2 separate regions of the Zea mays genome follow, and region 1 is linked to region 2. Evidence: chromatin contacts called from public Hi-C data. All regions are on one chromosome and are shown on one strand. Each heading gives the region's core, a stretch centred on a gene start, on an enhancer-like site or on the middle of the called end of the contact. The rest is flanking DNA. Distances are from core to core; before and after follow the strand shown. Region 1 holds the start of LOC100282287 (harpin-induced protein). Region 2 holds the start of LOC103641426 (cleavage and polyadenylation specificity factor subunit 6).

Region 1 (2,700 bases), core at 176-2,675, 550 kb before region 2:
GACACTACACGAAACTACATATTGAGACGAGTGTTCTTTTAGACTTCAATGATCCGCAATCTCAAAAAGCATCTTTTTAAGGCAATCTCACAAGTTGTCTAAGCACAACATTGGCTGACCGACGAATACATGGCTCTTAGTGGGAGGATCGCAAGCCCATGAGACTAACACATAGTGAGAACCGAGAGAATAAAAGCGAGCTATAGAAAAAAAAATAGACTATTTTTAAAAAAATTATATAATAGTTAAAATTCTTTTTTTTTCTCCGTAAGGTGGATGAATTGGTATTATCTCATAATTTTGGATGTCCTCGATTTGACGTGATTTCAGCTCTAAGTTGTAGAGCTTTTATTAGCTTTACAAAAAAAATCCAAAATAATTAAAATAACCAAAGTTACGAACATACTTTAGGTCCTAGCCTTTGTTGAATGGACATATTACAGTAATACCTTCATCCGATTGTTGAATGGGACATGTTCTTGATTGCTTGGGCCGTGTCACTTGGTCTTGATTGCTTGGGCCGACGTATCAGGAGCAACAAGTACAGTGGTGTTATTTTTGTCTATGTTTACGTTATTTGTAATATGTTAATCACTGAGTGATGCAAGTTAATGTTATATTCATCAATTTTTTTGCGCTGGGTACAAAAGATTAATTGCCACGAAAGGAGGCGAAGATACCCATGTAAAGCCGCGCAGTGCGGCATCTGCTTTCGACGACGTCGCAGACAAAAGCAGGGGCACTACGGCACTGCACCAAAGAAAAGCCATGGATGGATGTCCCCCCCAGGAGGCCGGTCTTTGTGTCAGCACATCTGGGTTCCTTAGTCATGAATTAACCCCCCATAGCTGCTGCCCTTTATTTCGATTCGAGACGAAACGGAACTGGTCCAGGAGCGCCTTTCTTTCTTTCTTTCTTTCTTTCTTTCCATGGCTAAGCGGCAACTTGTCCCTTCCTTCTCTGCTTCTCATCTCACCTCGCCTCTGCTTCGTCAACAGGAAGATCAACGATTGTAACACATTTTATTGCTTGATTCTTCTTCACCTTTGGCCAATCTTAAAATCTGCTTGGCCAATCTTAAAAACTGCACGACGAAAGCATGGGCAGACGACCCACTGCTTCAACTGGGCATGCATGTGTTGGTAGGGAACAGCACATTCCAAGCGACAATCATGAAACACCGAGCATCAGATTAGTACTACTATTTGTTAGTGCCAAGAATAACCCAAGCTTTACCTTTGTCCACCTTAAGAAATATGCTTTTCTAAGATAACAAATCAATTGCTGGCAGCCGGCAACGCTGTCCCACCCCACACCTTTGCTGGAAGCAGCTCTATTTTTTTCAGTGGAGGAACACGAGACAGTGGCCCCACGCTCGAAGCCTCTCTCTCTTTACGTATTTTGGAAGGAGGTACACCACCACTAGGCTCAATCGATCAGACTCCTTTTAACTCCACCACTCCATTGTCCATTCCCTGGCTGCCTCTCGTTGCTGTTGTTGTTGCTGCTCTTCTCTAGCTTGCTTTCCCCCAATAGGCCTCTCTGCACTCTTGAGCTTCTTTGCCTTGTTGAACTTGGTAGCTGTGGCGTTGCCGAAATGGGCGCTCCCTACCACCTCCAATCACCAAGAACCATCATAACCAAGGTAATGAGCATGAAGCAGCTGCCACCGGCCCTGCCACAGCTGCCGCCGCCGCCGGTGGATCAGTCCGAGGTGACCGAGCAGACACCGGTGCTGCCACGGTCGCAGCCGGTGGATCCACCCACGATAACCAGGCAGCCACAGGCGCCCCGGCAGCCAGCGCGGGCGCCTTCCAAGGTAATCCTGCAACCGCGCCAGCGGACCTCGCCGGCGATGTGGTGCGCGGCCATCGCTTGCTTCGCCTTCAGCATCCTCCTCATCGTCGCAGGCGTCGTCACCCTGGTCGTCTTCCTGGCGGTGAAGCCGAGGCCGCCGTCCTTCGACGCCGCTAACGCCATCCTCAACAGCGTCTACGTGGACTCGCCGGCCCCCTACTTCAACAACGACATGACGCTCGTTGCCAACATCTCCAACCCCAACAGGGAGATCGACTTGGTGTTCCGGTCCGCCACTGTCGAGCTCTTCTTCCAGGACAGGCCCATGGCCGTGCAGGCGCTGCCTCCGTTCGCGCAGCGGCGAGGCCAGTCCCAGCTCCTGAACATGCACCTGCTCTCCAGCCGGGTCCTGCTGCCGCCCCAGGTGGCGGTAAAGATGGTGGACCAGGTGAGGAGCAACAGGGTGGTGTACACAATCAGAGGCGCCTTCAAAGTGGAGGCCAGGTTCAGGTTCGGCCACTACTCGTACTGGATGTACACGGTCTGTCAGCTGGAACTCACTGCCCCTCCTTCTGGAGTTCTTGTTGCCCGGAGATGCACAACAAAATGACTGGCTCTAGAAAAATTCCCCTCGTTTTCTTTTGTTATTATATATAAAATCTTAGCTATTTTTTATACTGATGATGGAAATGGCCCGAGAACAGCGGAACATACCTATTGTTGATTCATGTGAATTCGAAGTTGGTTCTTCAGCTTTGTCGATCTCTTGGCTGCTCAGTTGTTGCTGCGTCCTAGTGGCTAGCTGCAACACACAGTAGGTCAGTAGCTTAGATCGTAAGCAACCTGAACAGAGTTCAACAAAGTGTGTAATGTACAGCATAGAACTCTTTGCTTGAGTGTAAG
Region 2 (2,700 bases), core at 46-2,545:
GGACGATACCGGTGCCCATGCTCGGGCTGCCGCTCTCGTGGTCAGCGGCCGGGCCAGGAGACTCTGCTGGTGACTCCAAAGCATGGGCTGGCTCGGGTGGACTATCGGCTGATTCGCCGCCGGCCTCGGCCGTCGACGGCTCTTCCGAGGCGGCACTGCCACCGCCGCTGCTGCTATCGTGCGATGCGGCGGCTTCATCTTCGGACGGGGACGCGGAAGGGCTGGCCGACGAGTCCTTGGGGGCACCGGCGAGGGCCTTCTCTGACGCGGCGCTCTCGCTAGTAGGTGACGCAGCGCTGGACCCGGAGTCGGGCGCCTCGGAAGGCGACGCCTCTGACTTGGAGGCCGTCGCCGGGGCCTTGGCCGGGGTTGCCTTCGGTGTCTCTGCAGCATTCTCAGGCGACGCCGTGGGGGCCTTCTCAGACTTGTCGGGCGAACTGCTGGGTGCCTTTGACGGCGTGGAGGCCGAATGCTTCGGCGAGGCTGCCGGGGCCTCCGCGGCGAAAGCCACGGCGGCGGAGGCGACGAGGAGGAAGGCGGAGAGGGCAAGAGCGCGGGCCATGGTGCGTGCGTGCCTGTGCTCGTTCGATCGTTTTCCCCGACTAGTGTGTGGCGGTGTCACAACACATGGAAGGTAGCTAGCGTCGCCACGGGAGCTATATATAAGCGACGATGAGAGGAGCACGGTGGAGTCGGTGGCTATGTTTGGGGGGTCTCTGTTTGTCTCTCTGCGTCGCGGCATGTTGAGTGCATGGTCTCCTCTCGTCCGCCTGCGGCCTGCCGACGAGGGCGGTAGCCGATGGGGTGGTGCGCGCCATACGGAGGCCGAAAATGGGCGGGTATTTTTGGCATGTTTATTTGCAACCGTTGGATCTGCCTCTCTCTCAAATCCGACGGTTATACGTATGTATGCAGTTATGCATGCAAGAGTGGTTGCAAGCTTGACTAGACTTGACTGTGTGATTGACGGTGCGAGTGAGTGTCACCTCGAGTTTGTTCTTATGTTCATGCTCCAGTTCAAGCTAGAAAAAGATGATGTTTTAATAGTATGGGATGCCAGTTGTCAGCACTCCCAAACTAGAGATTATCTGCAGCTCCCAAACCAGAGATGATAATCTGTTTGGCTGCCCTGTAGTCATAGCCGTCGTAGCTGTTTGAACTGTTGCAGCTGCAATCGATAGAGATAAAATACTTTAGAAGTCATAGCTCCACCCGAATTAAAGCTACAGCAAACCAGAGCGAACATGCATATCTACCATTTCTGAGGGTAGAAGACGATGACGTTTGAGCTTCACAAGGGTAGTTCTACTGTGTTGTCAGAAAAAAAGAAAACAAAAAAGGGAAAAGCGCAGTTCTACTGGGCTTGAAAGACTCACAACACGTTATGACCCACTGGATAGAAGCCCACTATCAGTCAACAAGGGAACATTCTCACACCTTCCTCCGCACAAGCCACCGACACCAGGGCCCCACCCCCTCAGCGCCCGCGCCAACAGCGTCAACTTCAACACCAGCTCCACCTGCTGCACCTCCGCTCCCGACTCCCTCCGCCCACACGGATCCCGAAAACCCTAACCCTAGACATCGCCCCGCCGCCGCCATGGACCCCGCCGGCGACCCGGCGTTCCACCGCAACGAGGCTATCTCCGCGGTCCAGGACGTAGACCAGTACTACGGAGACGACGACGACTTCGACGACCTATACAACGACGTCAACGTCGGGGACGGCTTCCTCCACGCCTCCCACCAGGCGCCACCACCGCGGCCTCCGACTCAGCAGGCCCCACCGCCGCAGCAGCTCCATCCTCCGCCACAGCAGCAGCCCCCTCCGCCACCACAGCAGCAGCCGCCGGCCCACACCCTCCCACCGCCGCCGCCGCATGTCCCGCCGCCGCCGCAGCAGGTACGCATCCCGGGGGTGGCCGTCCCTGCTCCTGGCATACCTCCAGGTCAGACCAACCTCCATCCGCCGCCTCAGCCGCTAGCCGCGCCCGCGCCGCCGCCAGCTCAGCACCACCAGATTCAGCAAGGCGACGGGTTCCACCGATCTGGAGGGAACTTCGCCGGCGGCCCCATCGTGGTCGGGAATGGTGGCGCTGCTGGCGGGGGTGACGGCCCTGGCGGCACGACGCTGTTCGTGGGGGAACTCCACTGGTGGACGACGGACGCGGATCTGGAATCTGAGCTTATCAAGTATGGTTCGGTCAAGGAGGTGAGGTTCTTTGACGAGAAGGCCAGCGGCAAGTCCAAGGGCTACTGCCAGGTCGATTTCTATGACCCTGGCGCAGCTGCTGCCTGCAAGGAGGCCATGAACGGGCACACATTTAATGGACGTCCATGTGTTGTGGCATTCGCCACACCCAACAGCGTTCGCCGCATGGGCGAGGCGCAGGTGAAGAACCAGCAGGCTATGGCTGCACAGACATCGAATATGCAGCCCAAGGGTGGCAGAGGGGGCGGTGGTGCCGCAGGGCCACAGGTGGGCGGTAATTATGGTGGTGGGCGTGGAGGAGCTGTTGGATCTGGTGCCGGTGGTGGAGCAGGCGGAGGTGGTGGAAATTGGGGAAGAGGTGGCGGAGGCATGGGGAACAGAGGCCCTGTTGGTAACATGAGGAACAGGATGGGCCCAGCTGGCGGCGGCCGCGGGATAATGGGGAATGGGGGGATGGTTGCACCGCCGCCACCAATGATGCCACCGGG

The links. Hi-C and Micro-C count contacts between places; a contact is called where the count stands out from the background.
Region 1: a contact with region 2 is called in a Hi-C map of ear, with 2.0 times the contacts expected there. The contact joins the promoter of LOC100282287 here to the promoter of LOC103641426 in region 2. A contact is called at or near these places in 6 of 25 Hi-C or Micro-C datasets (bundle sheath, ear, endosperm and 2 more).

Annotation. Positions count from the first base shown.
Region 1 is chr1:187,538,532-187,541,231 of Zm-B73-REFERENCE-NAM-5.0, reverse strand. It overlaps LOC100282287 (harpin-induced protein), which reads left to right and starts at 1,425. Exons shown (of 1, transcript NM_001155199.2): 1 at 1,425-2,700. The coding sequence starts at 1,598. The coding sequence ends at 2,407.
Region 2 is chr1:186,985,929-186,988,628 of Zm-B73-REFERENCE-NAM-5.0, reverse strand. LOC103641426 (cleavage and polyadenylation specificity factor subunit 6) reads left to right here and starts at 1,295. Exons shown (of 2, transcript XM_008664777.3): 1 at 1,295-2,700. The coding sequence starts at 1,385.